Linked DNA regions of Mus musculus: region 1 is linked to region 2. A link is a contact called in public HiChIP or PLAC-seq data. All regions are on one chromosome and are shown on one strand. The core of a region is the stretch at or near the end of the contact, and the rest is flanking DNA. Distances in the headings are between cores, read along the strand shown. Region 1 overlaps Gm32137 (a long non-coding RNA gene). Region 2 overlaps Rasgrp1 (RAS guanyl releasing protein 1).

Region 1 (5,899 bases), core at 2,448-4,947, 140 kb after region 2:
TGTGCAAATCAAACTTTTACTGGTAACACACAACATAAAGGCATTTTACTTGAAAACAATGTTTTTGTACATGTATATTGTGCATTTATTAATGATAAAAGCAAACTTGTGTACTAATGAGATGTGCTTGTTTGTTTTTTATATAAGTAATTAAATAATGGTGGACTATTTAGTACTGCAGGATGTGACATCTTCAATGTTTTTCAGTTGACTGATACTTTTTTTTTAACTGTCAATGCTGTGAGTGTCACTTTGTGTAATATATAACACTAAATAGCAGAAGTATGCTTAGGGACAATTCATAAAATTTTGAACGGTCTATCCTAGCCCCAAGCTAGAATGCATGCAACAACATTTTATGAAATCCAGAACAACCACTCAAATAGTAAGTTTTAAAATCAAACATTTGAACATGATACAGTCCGAAGAACCACTACCTGGATATAGACACTCTGAGAGATTGAAGCAGGAAAACACTGTCTTGCCATCTGTCATCAAGCCATTTTGTTTCTATAAGAGCAGAGACCTTAGTATAAACAGAACAAACACTGCAGGCAGTGATACAGCGTAGTCTTTGCCATAGTTCTAGAAGCCAGGGAAGGCATGAGGTGACCCATGTTGACTGGAAGTGCATGCCCATCTGCACGGCTTCCTGCATCATCTGCATGGCTTCCTGCATCCGCAATCAACAGTGGCTGAAGGACCTCGAAGGGACAAAGGCCAGGACTTTCTTCAAAATCTGGGTGGTGAGTGCTCTTAATGATAAATATTCTCAAAAGAGCTACCCTCAGCAGCATGTTCCTCAGGGCAGCAAGCCAAATCACAGAACAACCATGGCTGTAGTCTAGAGCCTTCTAAAAATAAAGTTTGGGTGCTAGGAGCCCCATTCCAGGATAGATGTAGCCTAAGAGATTGCTGAGGCTTGGGGGAATAATGATATAGACCTGAAAGGAAGGCCTGAAGATATCTATCTATCTATCTATCTATCTATCTATCTATCTATCTATCAGTGTAAGAAATCGGGCAGAAAATGCAAATTTGGCCAGTGTGTAATGGTCTCAATAGGGAAGTTACACACGCCAGAGCTTTGCAGATCCAGTATTGAGGAAGCTGCTACGGTAGCTATCCATCACATAGTGACTTCTGGACCCAGATATGTCTACAAGTGTATTTTATGTATGTGACATAGGAATAGAGGAAGGTGTGCTTGGAAAAATACTAAGTGTTAACTAGATAATCTCTTACATAAGGAATAGCAGTCATTGCACTGTCACTGCAGACCCTAAAGCCCTGTCCCTCCCTCATCCACCCTCACCAGGCTCAGTCCTCCTTCATGGTATTTGCCTTTATATTATGCGTTGTGTATGTTGCTATGTGACAAAGCTTTGCACTGTATGTTCACTTAAAGTGATTATTTCATTAGGAAGAACTCCTATGCAATTAGGGTCTGGACTCCACTTGGCTCTTTGCCTTAACAGCCCGTTCAGCTGCCTTCAGCTGCACCCTTGAGCGCCGCCTTCAGGTAGGTCCTGGTACTAGCCTGATGTTTAAGGGCCTCAGTATTGCGTGCAAACTAAAGCCTGCAGCCAACTTCCTTAGTGTCCTGCATGAGTTTATGGCACAAGTCCCAGAAAACAGAAGTATGCCTGACTGCTTATTCTCACAGGAGATTTTATTATCTTGTGACGACCTAATACTAATTATTTTCATCATACTTAATTTGGAGACTTTAAAGTGGAAACTTACTAGCCAGAAGACTCAATTCAGTTGAAACAGTGGTTTGAGTCACTAGCCACTGAGGTTACTGCAAAGATGAGCAAAATTACTATATGTTTTTAAAAATTGAATTATAAGACAATGCAGAATTCGAATTCAGGCTCTTATTTTTTCTTTTTTTTTTCATTTTTTAAAGATTTTATTTATTTTATATAAATGAGTACACTGTAGCTGTCTTCAGACACCCCAGAAGAGGGCATTGGATCCCATTACAGATGGTTGTGAGCCACCATGTGGTTGCTGGGACTTGAACTCAGGACCTCTGGAAGAGCAGTCAGTGCTCTTAACCACTGAGCCATCTCCAGCCCCCTCTTATTTTTTAAAATTTCTAACCCAGTTGTTCTTCCCAATTATTCTCTTTCCCTTCTCTTTGTCTCTTTCTTTTTAAACTTGGAAACTCCCTGCTTAGATGATGAGCTGAATTTTCAGGAGAAGAGTCTGAGATATGGAATTGGAAGCCCAAATGAAGCTGGCCACGCCAGCCTTATTGTGACTCCCTAACAGTTTAGTAAAAGGCTGAGGCCAGGATTGGGGACTTCAGTTGTACAAAACCCACCAGAGCCTCACAGTCTGCTTCATCAACACGATCTGTCTGTTTTGGAAAGAACTAGGCTGTGCCTTCCCAGACGCTGCAGACCACTCTCCTTCCATGTGGATGCACTGACGCTACCATGTGTCATGGAGACTGGCGAGTCCCATTGCCAGCCATACGACTTACACTTCCCAGATAACTTTGTAAAGACACCGAGACCTATAGCGATCAAGTGAGTTAGATCTAACTGGACTGGGATGGCTCTACTGGGAGCCAGCATCAAGGGACCACTGGCTTAGCATAGCTGAGATTCCATTACAAAAGCTAGAAGAGGGGTTGCTTCACCTCTCTTAGACGTGTACCCTTTCATACCTTTAAACTCAGGCCCTTAATAAGGAGCCTTGATGGAGATGTGACAGCCAGACAAGTGTATTATCTTGTACTGATAAAATATACTTTTCAAAATTCAGCACAGGGACTGAAGAAAGATGGCCCAGCTATTGAGACTGCCTCTTGATCTTCCAGAGAACATGAGTGAGGTTCCAAGCACTCACTTTTGGTGTTGCACAATCCCCTATAGTTCTGGCTCAGAGAGATCTAAGTATCCTCTTCTGGTCTTTGCAGGTACCTTTGACCCCCCTGACTCTCTCACATACACATAGCCCTTGTTTCTTCCTAGCTGCAAACTGCAACATTTACCTCAAAGCCACTATTAACCTCTTATTTCTGAAGAAGAGTACAAGAAAGATTTAAAATTTACTTCTTAAATGTCACTCTTGCTAACACATTTTAAATTGGTGGAGCAGAAGTGACAACACAGGCAGCCTTGGGGTGGGTGAGGTTGTGACATAAAGAGCAAGAACCCTCTAGCCACGGGGTATTGGCCAGCTCTTTTGGTAGCTGAATGTGCTTCTGAAGTGTAGCTGTTCAGCATGTGGTATATCGATGGACTGCACCTGCCCCCCACCCCCACCTCCGCCCCCGGAGTCAGGAGCTGGCTCACAGATATGTATTCTAGACCAGACGAAGCTCTGTGCCCTTCCATCTCCCTCATACTTGATCTGGAGCAAAGGGTTTGGTTTGTGTTCCTTCCTGTTTGCCAGTGTTAGCTGGCTCATGCCAGAATGGACTGAAGACATCTTTTCTAGCTCATTCTTGCTCTTTTGTGCCACGGTTTTGAAGAACAGGGAACTTAGACAGGTGAGTTGTTCCTGGGTGTGTGGTCAGGGTCCTAGCCAATCAGGGATGCTCAAGATTGCAAGGTACAGCAGGGCCGCTCTGAGGGCTTTCTGTCAGGCACTTGTCCCACCTGGAACTCTGCTGAGGGCTGCAGCCTGCCATCTGAGAGCTAACCACCATGCTGACTCACCATCCTTGTGGTTGAGAGAACATTAGCGAGCAAGAGTCTCCCATGAGCCTTAGCGCTTCAAAATATAGGACAGAGAACCTCCACCGGAAGGGTATTTGGCTAGTGAGAAACCAACCCTTTCCTGTCCTCTTTCTCTCTCTCTTTTACTCTGTATTGTTGTTAAGTGGCCAGGAAGACATGGGCTATTTGCTCTCAAATCCCCAGGGAAAAAGTGAAGTTGAGTCAGGAACCAGGGAAAGTGACAGGTATAACCTCTGTCTATAGGAACTCTCTGGGGTACAGAGGATGCTACCTATCTGTTGCTGCTAGGCTTCCTGCTACAACTAACCCTGTACCTAGCACAGCCTCTGCCAGTCCGTTGGTAAAGCTCCATGCATGATTCTTAGAGAAATGTTGTGACCATTGCCAGAGACCTTCAGAAATCTCAGACCAGGGCTGCAGCTTGGATAATTCAGGGATGCAGGTGGGGGGGGGGGAGGGGAGGGGAGGAGATGAGGGAGGTTTTCTTTCACCTTCTATTCATGTTTTCACCTCGTGCACTAATCGGAATGCCCAGGGCATGGCAGCTCTGACCCACTCAGGCTTCCTCCCCAACCCACTTCCACTGGTAGTGACATCTTACCTCAACACCCAGTTCTTCACCTGGCATATTAAGGCACAAAAATAACAACTTGAACATACAGTGAGGTGGCAGAAAGACTAAGGTATTTATGTCCTAATACCCAGAAGCCGAATATATTGCTTTACAAGGCAAAGAGGACTTTGTATGTGTGATTAAAATTATGGACCCGAGGTTGGGGAAGTTACCCTGGATTCACTGGGGGTCAGCTCAGTTTAGTGCTCAGAAGCAGACAACCTTCCCTAGGCAGAGGCAGAGAAAGGTGAGCATGAAAAATGTTGAAAGAAAACATTTAGAGTTCCAGTTCTCTCTCTCCAATATCAGGATCTCTGTGAAAGGATAGGAACTGTGGGTGGCCCTACTCGGCAGCTATCAAGGGAACAGGAGCCCCGGTTCCCCAGATCCACACAACTACTGACATCCAAATAAGCGAAGGCGCAGCTTCTCCTTTGGGGCCCTCAAGAGGAGCACATTCATGTTGACACTCTATTTTCTTTCTTTCTTTCTTTCTTTCTTTCTTTCTTTCTTTCTTTCTTTCTTTCTTTCTTTCTTTCTTTCTCTATCTCTCTCTCTCTCTCTCTCTCTCTCTCTCTCTCTCTCTCCCCCTCCCTCCCTCCCTCCCTCCCTCTCTCTCTCTGTCTCTCTCCCTTCCTTCCTCCCTCCCTCCTTCTTTCTTTCTTTCTTTCTTTCTTTCTTTCTTTCTTTCTTTCTTTCTTTCTTTCTCTCTTTTTCTTTTTTTTTTGTTTTTTTTTCGAGACAGGGTTTCTCTGTGTAGCCCTGGCTGTCCTGCAGCTCATTTTGTAGACCAGGCTGGCCTTGAACTCAGAAATCCACCTGCCTCTGCCTCCTGAGTGACACTATTTTCATCCTGCCGGACTACAGAACTGAATGATAATAAAGTTGCAGTTTCAGATTGAAAACTGAGTCAGTTCGGTACACCACCAACTAATACTAAAACAGCAACAGAATGGAATATATTTTATACCTGGATACCCCCAGCCTCCCCGCCCCCCACCTCTATACCCCTAGTTTCCTTGGTGGCTGTGAGCAGCACTGTCACACTATGTTTGACTGAGTACTGCTGACCAAATGGTCATCTCTTTTCCCGAGCCATATGTTTTTTTGCATCATTGGGTTAGCTTCTTCACTGGTGTTCGCTTCTGGCATCTTCATTTCTCCAGTATCCCAGTATCCCAGTATCCCAGTATCCCAGTATCCCAGTATCCCAGTATCCCAGTATCCCAGTATCCCAGTATCCCAGTATCCCAGTATCCCAGTATCCCAGTATCCCAGTACACAGGAACCTCAGAAGTTTCCCCTGATGTGAGGTCCACACCTCTCACCACTTGCTAATCACCCACTCTGTGACAGGATCCTGATGGAGTTTACTTTATTTACTTCTTAAAACAGCTTCATGGTTTAACATTAGCCTCACTGTACAAACAAGAAACCCAAGGCTCAGAGGTAGTGTGCGTTTCAATCTAAGGACACAAGGCAAAGAATTAGGGTAGAATCCAAGAGAAAATACCTTCTCTCGGGATATATTCTCTTGAGGCGGGCAAGTTGTCCCAAGGTCCAGCTAGTGTGTCTGCTGACACCAGAT
Region 2 (6,250 bases), core at 294-2,793:
TACCTCCCTGTCTATCCCACAAGGCTATGGCTTCTTTCTCTTTTAACAATGGGGACAGGATAATTGCAACAACCAGCTGAGAGCGCGTAACTGGAATGGAATCGGCCCTCTCTCAGTAGGTGTGAAACTACTAGAAACCTTTGGAAAACTTTGAGTTAAACACAGAAAAGGCGGTGTTCAAGAACCACAGTGTTGTGTTAATGAGGAAGGCCTAAGTGCATTTTGAAATCATGTATACCTCAATGATTTTGAGCATCTTGGACCCACAGGTTTGAAACTTCAGTGTTAGACATTTGACTTAAGTGCAGTAGATAAGTGGTTTTAAGTTTAAATCTTACTTATTTTATGCTCAGTTTTAGAATACCTAAGATAATGTTAACCCATTGGATAAATTGCAGCTCAAGAAAGATAAACCTAAAATGTAAACCTTAAAGGTGAGCAAACTAAACTGGAAAACACAAAGAATTATGGAAAAATGTGTAATTTTAATAAATAGAGGACTAATTTGGAAATTAAATGTGAATATTATTTATCTCTTATTAAATATATCCTTGAAATTAGAGCAAGTGCACACTCAGGTCCTCCCAGGTCCTCATGTGATCTCTCCCCTGAGCACACTTGCACACAGGGTCTTCTCACTCAGAAACCTTTTGTGGGTAGTTTCACACAATGATGTCCTCCACCAATCTGTAGGCCCGAGATAATTTTTAAGTTTCCATTTGTCTATCATAAGCTGTTTTCTGGAAGGTCTGGACTGGTTTGTCCTGCTAACATTTTATGTATTCAGATGTATTTGTTAGCTTGCCCCTTGTGTTTTTGTTTTCCCTAACTCCTCTTAGCATACCAGTTTCTTTTCAACTCTGCATTGGCTCTGTATTTTCAATTGTAGGCAACAATACCATTGCCTAAACAAGAAGCAGCAGTCTTGAGCCTGCTGCCTTTGCCATGGCCCAGCAGCCAAGGGCTCAGGGACTTCCTCTTTCTGAAGGATGCTTGGAAGCTTCCAAGCATGAGGACTACCAAGGGCTGTAGAAAACACAACTCCTATGCACAAAGTACTGGGAAGCAAGGGAGGAGGGTACACTGCAAAACAAACCAGCCACTTTGACTTAACATTGAAATCTTAGCTCTTTCAAAAGAGGTGTGCGCGTGCGCGCATGTGAGGGTATGGTTTAGAAGTCCTTGGGGAAAGGCCTCAGAGGCATGGGCTCTCATGATGTCCAGTGCTTCTGTAAGGTATGAGCAAAGTCCACTGGGCCTGGCAGCTGGGAGGCCACAGCAACAGCAGAGGAAAGTCTGAGTGCTTGGGTAGCAGCCGCAGTCATGCTTAGCAGCTAGTGGGAGTAGAGATTGGAGATTGTGAAGGCAGACTATTTAAGAAGGTTTCACATCAAATTTCTAATCCTAACAGTCGAATAAAGGGGAAACAGGGTTAAGAGTTTATTTTTAGATGAGGGACATTTGAATGTGTCATGGCTGGGGAGCAGGTGCCACTGAAAGTCTGAGCAACAGCACAGAGGGGCGGGGGTAGAGTGTGGAGGATGTGATGGGCGGGCAGTGTAGGGGTTGCTGCAGAAACAGCATCCAGCGGTGCCCCAAAGGAGGCCACTCAAGTGCATGTAGTCCCGAGACCAGCACATTTTGAGGAAGGAGTGCTTAATTGCTGGTGTTGTTCACAGTTGCTGGTGCACAGAGTCATAAAAAAACAGGTTGAATTGGTTTGAAACGCTCCGCAGAGGCGGTGTCTACTCATCACAAGTATCTCTCATTAGGTGGCCCTCCCAACGCTCTACCCTGGTATACGGGTCTCTGAGATGGAAGATACAGCTTTATGGCAGTTCAGAGAAGGGCTGTTGTGTTTCCTTTTTCTATGCCAGATTGTAGTGTTTCTTGTGTTTCCTGGAAAAGGATTTGCACAGTCACATGTCCTGACTCAGCCCCAGAGACCTGGGCCTCAGGCGCTAGCTAACTGGTTTCATGTTTCTGACTGCACTTTTCCTTTGAGGACAATGGCTCACAGTATCACCAGCATTTTGAAGGAGAAAGCAGGCAACATCCATATCCTACTACAGGAGGTCTGACATAGGATTTTCCCTGTCCAATTTCATTATTGCAGGGGAGGCTTGTGATTGGACAGGGAAAAGGGAGGCAGACCGAAGAGTTACAGAGACAGAGAGGTCTCAGGAGGAGGGAGAAGAAGAATGGAGGCTGACATGGTGTTATCAAAAGCTTATAATAATTGGGTTAAAGCGTTATCATTATCAATTTTCTCTGAAATTATTTATTGGCATCTTGTAAAGTGTGATCTTATTGATACATAAATCTAATTAATTAACTATAAGCTTGAGTCTTGATTTTACCAGGTTATTAAACCGTGAGGATGGTGGATCTATTTGGCTACTGGAGTATGGGACTGCTGGTTACAAGGGATTATAGCAGAGAGGGAACTAGTGGCTCGCAGGACAAGTTAGACAGATGCTGAGGGGGCTAGCTCCAGAGAGTTGGCAGCTACGGTGGCAGGAGCATGGGAGCATGATCAAGTCTTGCAGAGAGTTGGCATCTATGGTGGCAGGAGCATGGGAGCATGATCAAGTCTTGCAGAGAGTTGGCGGGTTCAATTTTTAATATTTCCCACAACAGAGGTCCACATCGAGCAAGGTCTAACTAGCCCACAGTTAGTAATACAGTCTAGACCAAGAAGGCAATGTAGTACAGATCATGTAGCTAAACCTTTTCTCAGAGCCCAGGAGGGCTGAAGAACTCACAAGAAGTCCCGCAAGAAATGCACCATTCAGGATTCACAGTTGTCCTGGTAAGCCTGTGCAGCCTGAATATAATTTGCAACTAATGTATAATGAAAGATTAAAAAAATAATAGGCGATATTAATGTTACCTGCATTTGTATATTGACTTTCTTGACCATCTACCACAGAGAGAAATCTGCATAAATAATATTGTCTTACCTAAAGGAAACTACACACACAGGTGCAGACATATATAAACACACAGATTTGTGCACACATACCACACACACACCATTGCTCAAACACACAACCACATCCTTACAGGGAGAGTTAAAGGCACTTAATGCTCACTTTTACTCCAAATTAACTAAAATGAAAGCACACTTGAAGCAGCGGCATACTTTCTGATGCCCAAGGATATAGATTCATGACTTTTTGTAGCAGCTCGGCTGAGGAGATGATGATCCGGTGCATGGTTAGCATGACTTGTAACAGTTGGTTATTCCGACACAGGTTTCCATCCGCATCTGAAAGTGCAAAGAACAGCATGTGAGTCTCTCAGAAAGAGATGGGGGGTAGGGTGGGGGGTGGGACCCTGACCCTCTTTCAAAACTCCAGGGGACAGACAGCTTAGGGCTGTTCAAACACAGCTCTTTCAGCTGCCAGCACCTTCACCTTGTCTTTCCTCCTGGATTTTACCATCCTCCTGTACCCCTTGCCTATCCCTAATTGATTATGAAGCAAGAGGTGATAGTGTCTTATCAAAGGATAAAGTCTACATCCAGATGGAAAGCAGAGGTAGCTGTGGGATTTATGGAACCCACCATTTATGCAATTGGGGGTTGAGAGGGACTTTCTCTAGCATCAGAGTAGGAAGCCACAGGATTAATATGTAGTTAGAATAAATATCTTTCAAAAGTTTTACAAAGGCACATGGCTAGTTGGGTGCATTTCTAGGGCTGTCTCCTGGCCTTGGACACGCAAGTGAGGGTTCTCAAGTCCAAGTTGTCCTATTACTAAGGTCCCTGTGGTGAAATGAAAGTAAACATTACATATGAAGAGTGGTGGTGGACTTTGAGGGGCCATGATGATTTGCAAAAAGCACCACTAGCTGCGTATTTCCACATCCCATTGGGTAGCAAGCTGTGTTCTATACAGTAGCATGGAGGGTAAAGATGCCCTTTGGCGTGCTTTTCAGAACTGCCTTTGTTTCTATGGCATGGAATGTCAGGGGTTGTGCTGCTTATTTCTACCCTGTCTACTCACTGACTTTCACCATGAATCTCATTAGTCAGTAACACTTGCTAGCTGGGCTCCACTTGGCTTTAGTCTTTTGAAACAACCAGCAAGGAATGGGAGGAGAAAGAAGTTCAGGTTGTTTCTTTCTCATTCCTCTCTGCTTTGACCTGTTTTCTACCTCCTGAGTGAGTTGTCCCTCATGGCTAAGATGCTCTCTGGTCTCTCAGTCTTATCTCCTAACTTATTGGACCTAAGGAATGACTGCTGGTGGTTCAGTACTTCTGGTGTAACATCTTTCAATTTCATGCTTATCTCCACAAGTAGATCTATCTATATCTATTTCTATCTATCTATCTATCTATCTGTCTGTCTGTCTGTCTGTGGTGGTTTGTATATGCTCAGTTCAGGGAGTGGCACTATTAGAAGGGGTGGCCCTGTTGGAGTAGGTGTGTCACTGTGGGTTTCAGCTTTAAGACCTTCATCCTAGCTTCCTGGAAGCCAGTATTCTGCTGGCAGTCTTCAGATGAAGACGTAGAACCCTCAGCTCATCCCGCACCATGCCAACTCGGATGCTGCCATGTTCTCGCCTTGATGATAATGGACTGAATCTCTGAATCTGTAGGCCAGGCCAAATTAAAAGTTTTCCTTATAAGAGTTGCCTTGGTCATGGTGTCTGTTCACAGCAGTAAAACCCTAACTAAGACTCATCTATCTATCTATCTATCTATCTATCTATCTATCTATCTATCTATCTATCTATCTGAACTACTGTCCATCTATAATACTTTTGAAAATACATTGTAAAAGTAGTGATCATTTTCATTCTGTTCAGTAAGTTGTAAGTACAAAACATGGTCTCAGAAGTCCTGAATCCCCAAATGCTGATTTAAAATCACATGTCACTGAGAAAACTTGAGTGCTTACTGGCTCTCTATAGCCCTCATTGCTTGCCTCCCCTTTACCATGGAAGGGCATGTGGAAGCCTACATCTCCTCTCTGTTCCCTTCTCCTCTTTACAAGACTGCTAAGCTTATTTATGCTGGTGAGCCTTCAGTATCCACATTTTCCCTGTTGGTTTTTATGCCCACTGACATTTAACTGTGCTCCTGTGTTTTCTACATAAACCAAAAGTAAATTGATGCTGCATCTCTACATTTATGTTTTCCTCTTCTTCAAGATCTCAGGGTCCCTCAGGGTTACCCCCTTTTTTTCTTCCAGCCACTTGTCAACAATTCCATTTCAACTTCTGTCTCCACAAGTCTGTTTATTGGATAGTTGGGTTCTGCAGGATCTCTGTGCTTAGCCCAGGTTGGTCTTGGACTGGAGATCTTGCCTTAGCCTCCCGACTGCTGGAAGCCCAAGCATGAGCTACCACAACTAGGCTAACTATTTAGTTTCCAAGGTTATCAACCAGCTCCATACTTCATTAGCTCCCCTGGCCTCATCTTACTTCATGATCAGTTAGTCTTCAGTCCAACCGAAGCCACACTGATGAGTCTCCTCCCGGAAGCTTTCTTCTCTTGGCTCCATCTCTCCACACTCTGTCACGTCTCTCTCAGGCTCCTCTTCTGTCTCTTCTCCCTCTGCTAAGCTCTTAAATGTCAGCTTGTGCTACACTTTAATCCTCCCACTTCTTTCTGCTAACATTTTTTTTAATTGAAAACTTCTTAAATTTTAAATTAAAAAAGTGAACTCTTTGCCTAGATGAATTAATCTAGGCTCTGACTAACACCCTCTCTACACAAATATCTGCCAACTTCTGTTTTCAGCACTGAGCACAGACTTGATATGTCCAGCAGCAGCAGCATCTCCACAAAGGCCTAAGTCATAGAGAACTCATCCAGACAGAACTCTTGACTTCTTCTCTGGTTTATTTCTCCTCCACCCTTCGTCATCTACAGAAATGGCACCACCAACCAACCTCTGAGTCATTAAAATTAAACCTAGAATTCACTTGCAATTCTTCACTTTCCCTCGTTCCTGATCCATCAGTGAGTCTTGGTTGTGTTTCTAAAACACGCCTGTAACCTTCCCACTTCTCTCTAGCTTTGCTATCTCTCTAGAGTAGCCACCATGATGCAACAAGAAACCTGGTCAGCTTCCTTCTGCTCTTTTCTAGCCACAATCTCTTCTCCACACAGCTCCCAAAGCCTGGGAAATCAGGTCCCATTCTTAGAATGATCCAAGCTACATAGTCTTTATGGTGGCCAGCAGAGCTCTGCATGTCCTGGCCTCTTTGAATATGGCTTACTTCATTTTGAAATATT

What was found. HiChIP or PLAC-seq counts read pairs in DNA pulled down with a chosen protein or histone mark.
Region 1: an H3K27ac HiChIP or PLAC-seq map of regulatory T cells shows a contact between it and region 2, with 10 times the contacts expected there. The contact joins two enhancer-like sites. A contact is called at or near these places in 2 of 15 datasets of contacts at CTCF or cohesin (CD8 T cells and thymocytes), 15 of 484 Hi-C or Micro-C datasets (CD4 T cells, CD8 T cells, Th1 cells and 11 more), 11 of 115 datasets of contacts at active chromatin or transcription factors (CD8 T cells, Th17 cells, Th2 cells and 8 more) and 1 of 9 other capture datasets (embryonic tail).

What each region holds. Positions count from the first base shown.
Region 1 is chr2:117,443,389-117,449,287 of GRCm38.p6, forward strand. All of the region lies in intron 1 of Gm32137 (a long non-coding RNA gene), which reads left to right. Among named protein-coding and RNA genes, the nearest start is that of Gm32137, 6.4 kb to the left of the region's middle. Within about 2 kb of position 3,698, at least 52 of the 459 cell types and tissues checked have an H3K27ac peak or open chromatin away from gene starts, as enhancers often do. A contact at or near this core is called in CD8 T cells, Th1 cells, Th17 cells and 3 more, where this site is marked.
Region 2 is chr2:117,302,613-117,308,862 of GRCm38.p6, forward strand. It overlaps Rasgrp1 (RAS guanyl releasing protein 1), which reads right to left. Exons shown (of 17, transcript NM_011246.3): 3 at 3,166-3,271. Among named protein-coding and RNA genes, the nearest start is that of Rasgrp1, 37 kb to the right of the region's middle. Within about 2 kb of position 1,544, at least 73 of the 459 cell types and tissues checked have an H3K27ac peak or open chromatin away from gene starts, as enhancers often do. A contact at or near this core is called in CD8 T cells, Th1 cells, Th17 cells and 3 more, where this site is marked.